Regions from separate parts of the Mus musculus genome. Here region 1 is linked to region 2. Evidence: chromatin contacts called from public promoter capture Hi-C data. All regions are on one chromosome and are shown on one strand. Each heading gives the region's core, a stretch centred on a gene start, on an enhancer-like site or on the middle of the called end of the contact. The rest is flanking DNA. Distances are from core to core; before and after follow the strand shown.

Region 1 (5,752 bases), core at 2,431-4,930, 520 kb before region 2:
ACAGAACTACACTCAGGCCCTCCCAATCTCCTCCTTCATTTTAGGGGATAGCAGGATTTTAATGTGTTGACCAGGCTGCCCTCTAACTCTCAGAGATCCACCTGCCTCTGCCTCCCAAGTGCTGGGACTAAAGGCTTGCGCCACCATGCCTGGATATTCCAATCGGTTTTTGTTTTGTTTCCTGTTTGTTCGTTTTTAAGGAAAGAGCGTTTTCTCTCTGAAAAACCTAAAGGAATTTACCCCATGGGAAGGAAGCAGCCCTTGGGCCGGGTCTCACCTTGCGGGCCCAGCCAAGCATCACGGTGTTGTACATGTGCAGTGTGAGCACCTGCTGTCTGTCTCCGTTGTTATGGTGAGTGACCAGCACGTGGTGAGCGAGGGGCACTTGGCCAGTGCAGACGCAGCACTCAAAGAAAGCCAGGAACTTCTGCTGGAGGACCAGGATCTGCGCCTCCACCGCCTTGGCTTTCTTCCTGGCCAGGGCCTCTGCCTCACGGGAGCTGAGCCTCCCCAGAGCAGCCTGAAGGGCCTGGGCCAGCTGCTTTTCCTCTGAGTTCGTGGGTGTTCCCTTCTTGCTTGGCTGCAGGTAGCCAGCCAGCTTCTTGTTCCAGATCTTGGGCTCCTTGTGAAGGGTCCAGAACTCCTGTGTGAGGGCTTGCTTCTGCTGGTCAACTTCCTTTTGGCGCCTCTGCTTCACCCTTTTCTCAGCCTCTAGCTTTTGCGCCCAGCGGCTGCTGTGGCCCTGTGGAGGCCGGTCCACCTGCACCTTCTTCACCCTCATCTCAGGTGTGCCCTCTGCCCGGAGCTGCCGCACCCGAGCCTCCAGCACTGCAGAGAGCAGAGAAGGGTATGAACCACTCCTGCAGCTCAGGATGCTCTGAGTCTACCCCAGGATCATCCCAAACACAGTCTCCTGGCTGTCACCATGCCCTCGGCTCTGCCTGCCAACCCCTCCTATCACCTCCTGCCGGCTGTCACCTGCTTCTGCTTCTCCCTCCTTCACTCCGCCAGCCTTAAGGGCTCCGACCTCACTGGCCAATATATAGTAGCCTGCAGTTTGATACAGGCACATACTTGATACAGCTTGGTAGAAACCGCAAACATCCGTGACTCAGTGCCCTAAGGACCAAAAGGCAATCACTGGCACCATACAAGGAGGCCCCTGCTGTATGGCTTTCAGCAGTAACCAAGTTTGCACATAAAAAGGCCAAAGACTGGCCAGGGTCTTGGCAAGCAGACAGCCATGGTTAGTGGTGAGCGCAGAAACAAGGCAGGCTGAGCCATAAGGCTACAACTCAGGCGCTGGTTGCCAAGACCAGCTGCTTGTCTCCCCTCCCGGTACTCCAGTCCCTGGCCCAAGGTCAGTGTGAGGCAGGGGCCTGGCTCACAGGTGTACAAAACGAAAGTTGGGAGGAGTGCAGTGCATGCGAGAGGATCAGAGTTCTGGGGAGATCCTGCCTCAGTGAACATCTCGTGGCACTCAGGGCACATCAGAGGCAGAGGACACATCTGTGTGAGGCCACCTGCAAAGCAAACAGGTGGCAGACGGGGACACCGACTTCTTTCTGAAGGGACCCAAGAGACAAAAGGGTGCAAAAAGGCCCTGGGGCAGAACTGGTTGGTCTGTCAGGAGTAGAAGAGTTACATAGCTGCTGTAAGCTCCATGGCCCACAAAGCACTGCCTTCTGTCCCTGACAGAAAGGAGCCTCATAAGAGGGAGCAGGCGCCACACACTAAGTCTGCAGATCCCTCTGCCCAAATGACAGATTCCAGCATGACATACCCTGGAACGTGAGTCAGGAAGCAGTTGCTGCTAAGGGTAGACAGGAGCCACAGTTAGACCATTGTCTTTACCTCCTAACCCACCCTCTAAGCGTCTCCACCTTCTGCAGCTGCCATGCAGACCTGACATAGGATCAGGAGGGAAATCTGGACATCCCGTCTACTAGACTTGGTAGTAAAACACTTAAAATTGGGTTCCAAAGTCAGTGGTCGTGCATGCCTTTATTTTGTTTTATTTTTGTTTGTTTGGTTTTTTTTTTTTTTTTTTTTTTTTTGGTTTTTTCTTTTTTTCAAGACAGGGTTTCTCTGTGTAGCCCTGGCTGTCCTGGAACTCATTTTGTAGACCAGGCTGGCCTCGAACTCAGAAATCCGCCTGCCTCTGCCTCCAGAGTGCTGGGATCAAAGGCGTGCGCCACCATACCCGGCTCATGCACACCTTTAATCCCAGCACTCCAGGGGCAGAGGCAGGCAGACCTGAGTTCAAGGCCAGCCTGGTCTACAAAGCAGCCAGGACTTCCTACACAGAGAAACCCTGTCTCGAAAAACCAAGAAAGAAAAAAGAGAGAAAGAGAGAAGGGAGGAATGAGGAGAGAAAGAAAGAAAGAGGAAGGAAGGAAGGAAGACAGACAGGCAGGCCTGGCAGACAGGCTGGATTCCAGCTGCACCTCGACTCTGCAGGACTAAAACTGGAGACTTCTATGTCAGCATTCCAACAATGCAAATCCGGTATTGTTCAGGTGTATTTGGGGCCTCCACTGTCTTCCTAGAAGTGAGAGCCCCAGGTGGGAATCTGGAACTCAGGGAATGGAATTACAGCAGCTCCCAGAACCAGCACAAGAGGACCCACAGGACCACAGACAGGCCAGCCAGACAACACTGCTCAGTGGACTCTGGACCCCATTTTACATACTCCCTTGGAGTGGTCAGGTACAACGCAGAGCACACTCCCTCAAGGCTTCACTGTGGAGAAGGACTTAGGACACCAACTTACCTTCCAGCAGTTCAGCATGGCCCCACTCCCTCAGGACATGTTGCTCACGGGGACTGGCAGCGGAGCTCCTTCTTGAGCTGCAGAAGCCACCAAAAGTCCCTAGAAAGAGACATGAAGAATAAGAACACAGAAACCATCCTATCAAGTGGACACCGTGGCATGCACACTTATTACCCCAGGTCTCTGGAGGCTGAGGTGGGAGGGTCTCCAATTGGATTCCAGCCTGGGCTACAAAGGAAGTTCTAGGTTAAGCTAGTGTGAGTTCCTGCCTCAAACTTACGTCATGCCCAGAAAGAAATGGATCAAAAGACAAGGACTGCCAGGCATGGGATCTCAGAACTCAGGAGGTTGAAGCAGTAGGACCTGAGTTCAAATAAAGCATCCAGCATGAACCACATGGAAACACCATGGCTCAAAAAAAAAAAAAAAAAAAAAAAAAAAACACGCCCCGCCCACAAATAAATCCAGACCCAGAAAAAGACCAACTTCAAGGGCAGAACAGGCCAAAGCTATAAGGATCGGGGTGCAGGATCCAGCAAGAAGTACTCCTAACTAAAAGTAGCCAAAGGTCAATGCCAATATCCGTAAGTCCCCAACAGTGGGTCAGAGACATGGAAAAGCGAGCAACAATCAAAAGTCAAAGTGCCCTGCGGACCTAGAGAGACGTTGCCAACTAGTGCCCAGCTAAATGGGTCCCCAGAAACTCCTCCATAGGTCAAAGAACAAAGGTTGAAGGTGACCGGGATCCTAAGGAAGGGAAGATTATAGTCCTGGATCCGACACTCCTTTACCTTCCTCCGAAGGCGGGCGGTGGGGCCCAGGGGAGCGCAGAACCCGGCCAAGCCCGGCTGCGCTTCGGGTCCACCGGAGCGCCGACATGCCGCCTGCTGCCCGCAGTGCGCACGCGCACGCGCCGCCTGCAGGGAGCTGTAGTTCTGCGACTGCCGGAAGCGCTCTTAGGGTCTGTCCTGTGAGAGGAGTCGAAGGAGAACTACAACTCCCAAGAGGCAGCGGGCAGCGTGGCGGCAAGAGAGCATGCGCAGAAATACTCTTCTGATTCGTTCTTTTCATATCCAAGTTCCCTCTTTAGTTTTTATATTTTTTTGTTCTTTGATTGACTGGTTTCTGCTTTATTTTATTTGTTCATATATATGTGCGTAACATTTACATATGTGTATATATTATGTACTATATGCACATTTTTGGCACAAAGTCTCACTATTTAACCATGAATGTCCTGGAATTTAACAGGATTCCCTTGAACTCAACAGATATCCTCCTTATACTCCTGCTCTGCCACCCAGTACTGGGACTATAGTCGTGCGCCACCACGCCCAGTCCCTACCCTATTTGTTTCTCCTCCTCTTCCTCCTCCTCCTCTCTGCCTCTCTCTGTCTCTGTCTCTCTGTATGTATATGTGTTTGTGCAAATGGAATCAGGGCCGTAGAAAGATGGAAAAGACGTGTAAATAGTACCACATCGCGATTTCATTCATCCATCCATCCATTCATTCATTCACATTCACAGAGTCCCATGTAGCTCATGTTAGCTTCCAATTTACATGTATGAGAACTAATCTGGAAAGCCTGACCTTGCTGTCTTCTCCTTCCCAGTGTTGGACTAAGGGATCTATCTACACGTAGCCCAGGTTGGTTTCAAACTTCTAATGTGGCCAAAGATGACAGTGAATTCCTGATCCTCCTGCCTCCTAGCTCAGGAAGTGCCGGATGACAGATATGTGCTATCACGCACCAGCATTTTATATTTGAGACAGAATCTCACTAAATTTTCCAGGCTAATTCTGTAGCTCAGACAGTACCCTCCTGAGAAGACAGGACCTGGGCTCATTTTCTCAGTACTAGGGCTTCTACTGTCTGGAGCGCATCAGTGAGAGCTTTGGGTTTATAATCCCAGCCCTCTGGAGGTAAAGGCAGGCGGATTCAAATTTAAGCACATAAAATGCACATAAAACCTTGTCTCAATCAGGCAGTCGGGCAAGCAAACGGACAGATAAACAGACACACACACAAACTCAGAGCTGGGTGTGGTGGCACACACCGTTTTTGCTTTTGTTTTTGTTTTTTTAAAGATTTATTTATTTTATGTATCTGAGTACACTATCTCTGTCTACCAGAAGAGGGCATTGAATTCCATTACAGATGGTTGTGAGCCACCATGTGGTTGCTGGGAAATGAACTCAGGACCACTGGAAGGTCAGTCAGTGCTCTTAACCCCAGGTGGCACACACCTTTAATCCCAGCACTTGGGAGGCAGAGGCAGGCAGATTTCTGAGTTCTAGGCCGGCCTGGTCTACAGAGTGAGTTCCAGGACAGCCAGGGGCTACGCAGAGAAACCCTGTCTCGAAAACAAACAAACAAACAAACCCCAATTAAATAAATAAATATCCTAAAGTCTAGTTGGAGCTGGAGAGATGGCTAATTGGTTTAAAGCATTAGCTGTTCTTCCAGAGGACCCATTCAATTCCCAGCATACACACAGCAGATCAGAATGTAACTCCAGTTCTAGGGAATCCAACACCCTCACACAGACATATATGCAGACAAACTACCTATGCACATAAGATAAAAATAAACTATTAAGAGAGAGACAGAGAAGGAGAGAGGGGGAGGAGGAGAGGGAGCGAAGGAGAGCAAGCAATGTGGTTAACCCTGATTCTCAGTCTTCACACTTCAACTGTGAAGGTTCAGAGAACTCCAGGAAGTGACCCAACTGCACGGGACACTCAGAAAGATGTGTGGGAAAGCCCATGTTTCCTTAAACTTCAATGGAAAATCCACGCTGTGGTTCAACATCATGTTCCCACTCATCCTGGCCTCCACAGGACAGGCAGACAGAACAGAGCAAGAAGAGTGAGCCAGATAGAGACGTGTTGTCAGGTGTAGACAGTCAGATCGTGCCCATGCGGGGCTCAGGGAGGACAGCCCTGGGAACTCCAGCCAGCTGTTATGTGAAAGACTA
Region 2 (5,705 bases), core at 439-2,938:
GCGACAGCAAGATCTCTATGAGTTCCAGGACAATTGGGGCTACATAGGAAGACTCTGTCTCCAAACAAAAGCTTTGGACTGTTTTTTATAATCTGAGCTGTTATACCCAGCACAGAAATGAATTGTTGCTTGTTATACTTTGCTGTTATTATATTATGTTCTACTGACATAGAGACTAGGACCCAGGTCACTCTCAAATTCAAAGTCGTCGTCTTCTTCTTCTTCTTCTTCTTCTTCTTCTTCTTCTTCTTCTTCTTCTTCTTCTTCTTCTTCTTCTTCTTCTCCTCCTCCTTCTTCTCCTCCTCCTTCTCCTCCTCCTTTTCCTCCTCCTCCTTCTCTTCTTTTTCTTCTTCTCCTTCTCCTTCTCCTTTTAGACAGGGTTTCTCTGTGTAGTCCTGGCTGTCCTGGAACTCACTCTGTATATTAGCTGTACTTAATTCACAGAGATCAGCCTGTCTCTGCCTCCCAAGTGCTGGGTTTAAAAGTGTGCACCAATACTGCCCTGCTTCAGGCTTTGTTTGTTTGCTTGTATGTATGTTTTGGTTTTTGTTTGAGAAAGTCTTGTGTACCTCAGCTGGCTTCTAGTTCACTATATAGCTGACCAAGGGAGGCTGACCTTGAATTCCCAGTCTTCCTCTCCAACCTGAGCGCTGGGATGACAGGTTTGCACTGCCATGACTGTTTTAAGTAGTCTGGGGATGGAACCCAGCTCTTTAGCCTAGAAAGATGCTCAACAAACTGAGCCATTACATCGTTTTATTCACTTACTTATTATGTTGTTGTTGTTGTTGTTGTTGTTGTTATTATTATTATTATTATTATTATTATTATTGTTTGTTTTGTTTTCTCGAGACAGGGTTTCTCTGTGTAGCCCTGCCTGTCCTGGGACTCACTCTGTAGACCAGGCTGGCCTTGAACTCAGAAATCCACCTGCCTCTGCCTCCCAAATGCTGGGTTTAAAGGTGTGCGCCACCACTGCCCAGCTTTATATACCTTTTTGAGACAGGGAACTGGTTATGAGAGGAAAGGCAGATTATCCAAGTGAGAAGTCAGCTGCAGACAATAGATAGTAGTAAGAGTGTGGCTGTCCATGTTAGTGGTACTAGGGACAATGTTTTTTTGTTTTTACTTTTTCTTAGTAACTATTGAACTTGGTTAATTTTTACTTTGAACCCAATCGAGCCTTAACTGAATGACCTTGGACAGGTGAGTCAGCCTTTGTGACCCAGTGTATCATCTGCGAAAAAGGAAGAGCGGGAGGTGACACAGTTCAGAGCATGAACGTGCAGCCTGCTTTATGCACCGGCCTCTGAGGGGCATCTTAGACTTTTTCCCCTCGCAAGCCCCCACGCAAGACCAAGATTCGCGAGTGGATAAAGGGGAACCCGCGTCTGCGCCTGCGCGCGCCATGAACGCCCGGCGCCGCATGCACGCGTACGCACGCACGTGGCTGTCTCCCTCCGCGCGCCTTCTGAAGGCCAGATAATGCAGAGGACTGCATTTCCCAGAAGGATTAGATTCGACAGGGCGGAAACGCATGTCTCGGTTGTCCGTGTTGCGCAGGCGCAGAGCTCTGCGTCCCTCTCGCAAGCGGGCACGCACGCGCGGCGCGCCCCTGGCCCCGCCCCCGGAGGCCCCGTGCGGGAGCGCGCCCGGGCGTGCGCAGGGCGGAGGCGCGGAGGCGCGGGGACGCGCAGCGACCGTTGGCGCGGAGGGAGGAGGCTCAGCGCCGCCGCCGTTGCGCAGATCCGGGCCGCGGCTGCGGGGAGGGACGAGCGGTGACCTTCCGGAGGAGCGGGGCGCAGCGGGCCGGGACGGGGCGCCATGAACAGCGCGGGCGCCGACGAAATCGGGTGAGGCTGTGGAGCCGGGCCAGGCCCAGAGCGAGGGAGGCCGGGGTGCCGGACCGGCCGGGCCGGGACTTTAGAGGAGAGCCGGGGTGCTGGGGGGTCGCCCCAAAGGCAGCCCATGGGTAACTGAAGGGACCCAAGGTGATAACTCACGAGCCAGAGAAACCCTAAATGAAGGTTCACGGGTCAGGGGCATCCCATAGGATAACTCACCGGACTGAGAGACCCTGAAATGATAAATCAGGGTGTTGAAGACCCTTAAGTGGATCCTTGAAGTCAGGAAGGTAATGTAGGATAATTAGGGGTGCTGAGAGATCTCTCATAGATTCTAAGTACCAGGGAGATTACAAAAATGGACCAGGGTCCTTGTGAACCCTAAGTATTAGAATGGTGAAACTGAGGGATCTCCAAAGAATAGATTATAGAGCAGAGAGACCCCATAGAGTTGCTCTGGGGAGTTGAATTCTAAAAGCTAGATCACAGGTAATGGAAACCCTGTAAAATAGATTAAGGATGCTGAGACACCCTAAAGAATACATAGGTCAAATAAATTAGGTTATGGGTGCCGAGGAACCCCAAAGTATAGATTACAACTCAGAGAGACCGCATGGGATAACGCGGGGATCTGAGAGGTACCCCGAAAGATTAGGGTGCTGGGGTTATCTAGTAAAAGCGCAGGGATGAGGAGATCACAAAGAACAGATCAGGATGTTGGAGCTTCCTAAGTGGAGTTTGGGGTCAAGGAGTCTTCAAATGATAATTTTGGAGGTTGTGGGATTCTCCAGATTTCAGGAATTAAGGTGACCATCAAATCAGGAGACTGAGGGACACTAAAGGATAGTTCAGATGTTAGAGGGACCCTAAGTAGAGCCTGGGTGTCGGGGAGACGCCCCCCTCTGATAAAATTAAAGGAATTTGGGAACACTGAAAAGTTGGTGTCGGGAGACCCCAAAAGATAACTCAAGGTGCTGAGTCCTTCACAGGAGTTAGAAGAGGACCCCAGAGCTGGGCGGTGATGGCGCACGCCTTTAATCCCAGCACTTGGGAAGCAGAGGCAGGTGGATTTCTGAGTTCGAGGCCAGTCTGGTCTACAAAGTGAGTTCCAGGACAGCCAGGGCTACACAGAGAAACCCTGTCTCGAAAAACAAAAAAAGAAGAAGAAGGAGAAGGAGAAGGAAGAGGACTCCAAAAGAGAGCTGGAGGGTTATGTGGATAAGGTGGTTGGGAAGGCCCTATAGAATAAGGGTTTGAAGGACCCTCCCAAAGGCTATATTAAGGTATAGGGGACCCCTGAGGTTGAGCTGTGAGGTCGGGAGATACTAAAGGATAGTTCAGAGGGCTGAGGGAATTCCAAGAGAGACCCTTAGCTCTGTGGGAGACCATAAGCCATAATTGTGGTTAAGGAAATAGGGTAGGGAGACCATACGGGGTAGTTCAGAAGGCTAGGGGGACCTCCAACAGGAGTTACAGAGTCGAGAAGAGCCCAGTGGAGATTTGGGGGAACCCCAAAGGATAGTTAAGGAGCTAGAGAGGCCTGAAAGGCTAATTCAGGGGGCTGGGAGAATACCAGGAGGAGGCGCAGGACTCAGGAATACTCTAAAAGATAATTGGAGACCCTGAGCCAGTGAGGCCTAGAAGGTGCAGGGTCCAAGAGAACTCATTTGTTTGTGTTTGGTTTATTTTTTTATTTTTTATTTTTTTGAGATTTTTTTAAAAAATTATTTTGGTTGTTGCTTGTTCATAAGGTAAATGAGAGGCTGGGGAGACTCAGCTCCGGGGGTCATAGAGGAATCAAGAGACAGCTCCATGAGCTTGGGAGACACCAGTGATGACCAAAGACTAAAGTATAGGGAGGCCCCAAAGGGGACCTTAAGGCCAGAGAGACTCCCCAAAAGGATGCTTCAGTGGGTTAGGGAGACCACAAGGGGTCTGGGAAGCCGGAAAGAGGAACCCAGAAGCCAGGAAGAGCCCCCACCCCTAAAACTGCTCAACAAGCCAGGGTACCCAGAACAGAACAAGAAGTCAGGGTGCTCAGGAGCTGTGAGGGGGAGTTTGAGACCTGGGAGGGCTTAAATAGCAACCTGCTGGTCTAGAGACTCTCATATCAGAGTGGCACCAGAGGGAACGTTTTATAGAGCTATGGAACCTGATCCTGGGGCCTTCGAGTCAGGAAGATCACAAAGGAGATTAAGGACTGGGGGACCCCAAGTGGGGACTTTGTGGCGTCTCTGTGATATCAACCAGGGCTTGAGGGGTGTAAATAAACTTGGAATTCTAAAGGGACCTAGTCTAGGATCCTGGGGTTTGGTGGGACACTTTGGGTCTCCCCAGTAGGCCTTGAATTTCTCTCATCTGCTGCCTTTGTCAGTCTTGTAGCCCAGGGAGCTCAGAGTGGCATCCCGAGTTCCCCCTTGCAGGTTCAGGAACTTGACAGGTTGGTGCACATGGCCAGGCATGTTGGGGTTTCATTTTCCTCCCTACAACTTGTCCCACTTGGGCTGGGAGACAGTGAGGTTCTCACATTGTATTCTGGGGTGTCCTTACTCCTCTCAGCCCTAGTCCCTGCATCACTGCTCCTTAGCAGGTGGCTCTGCCTCCACAGGTAGGAAGTCTGCCTGCTGTCTGGCAGACTTCCTGAGGTGGTGGGTGAGCTACCTAATGCACTCAGTGTTGAGTGTGCCTGGCACTGAGGACTTGGGCCTGGTAGGCAGTGTCTTTGCTCACGGGGTGGGTAAGAGGTGTGCTTCTTGTGGATCTGTCCCAGGATCAGAGCACCTTGCTGAATGGAAAGGCCTGGGACCTGCGCAGTTGGTCTCCTGCATGCTCTTAGGGTCTGGAAGACCACTGTGGGCCTGGGAGAGAGGTCAGAGGTTGCTGACTCCCCATGACAGCATGCACCTCCTGAACATATAATGAAGTGCCAGACCCTACTGCACCCCTGCAGCCTCATGAGCCTGTGCCTAGACTGGACAAGACTGGAGTCTGCTCTGTAGTCCCTAGGAAGTCACCCAGAGGGTGGGTTTTGTGATTTATTTTGGTTGAGACAGGTGTACTGGCTGGTTTTGTGTGTCAACTTGACATAGGCTGGAGTTATCACAGAGAAAGGAGCTTCAGTTGAGGAAATGCCTCCGTGAGATCCAGCTGTGGGGCATTTTCTCAATTAGTGATCAAGGGGGGAGGGCCCCTTGTGGGTGGTACCATCCCTGGGCTGGTAGTCTTGGGTTCTATAAGAAAGCAAGCTGAGCAAGCCAGGGGAAGCAAGCCAGTAACCTTCCATGGCCTCTGCATCAGCTCCTGCTTTCTGACCTGCTTGAGTTCTAGTCATGACTTCCTTTTGTGATGAACAGCAATATGGAAATGTAAGCTGAATAAACCCTTTCCTCCCCAATTTGTTTCATGGTCATGATGTTTGTGCTGGAATAGAAACCCTGACTAAGACAACAGGGTTTCTCTATGTAGTCCTAGGGTGCTTGCTCTGTAGACCACAGGGCCTTGAACGTTTACAAATCTGCCTGCCCAGCCCACCTCTGCCTCCTGAGTTGGTGAATTAAAGGCATGCCCCACTACACCCATCCTTTATTTACAAAGGGAGTTTTGAATTGTTTAATGCTGGGGATGGAGCCTCAAGTTGGAAACCTCTAAGTTTCCAAGTGTAGCGGTTGGTTACTGAGAAAGCTAGTGGCCGTGCCCATCAGTGGAACATCTGAGATCCCTGTCCCTGGGCCTGTTTAGATGCTGGTAATGGGGCCTTCTGCAGTTTCCTCTACAGACTGCTGTCCTGGTTCATTGACCTGGACATTCAGCCAAGGCAGCCACCTGTAGGTGAGTGGCTGGCTGCTGCATCTGGTGGAGCCT

Evidence for each region. Promoter capture Hi-C pulls out the DNA fragments that hold promoters and counts their contacts.
Region 1: a contact with region 2 is called in a promoter capture Hi-C map of neural stem cells. The contact joins the promoter of Polrmt here to the promoter of Dazap1 in region 2. A contact is called at or near these places in 1 of 39 promoter capture datasets (neural stem cells), 1 of 115 datasets of contacts at active chromatin or transcription factors (large pre-B cells) and 1 of 9 other capture datasets (adipose tissue).

The regions. Positions count from the first base shown.
Region 1 is chr10:79,742,901-79,748,652 of GRCm38.p6, forward strand. Polrmt (polymerase (RNA) mitochondrial (DNA directed)) reads right to left here and starts at 3,681. Exons shown (of 21, transcript NM_172551.3): 1 at 3,565-3,681; 2 at 2,774-2,872; 3 at 278-828. The coding sequence starts at 3,652.
Region 2 is chr10:80,263,326-80,269,030 of GRCm38.p6, forward strand. It overlaps Dazap1 (DAZ associated protein 1), which reads left to right and starts at 1,689. Exons shown (of 12, transcript NM_133188.3): 1 at 1,689-1,853. The coding sequence starts at 1,825.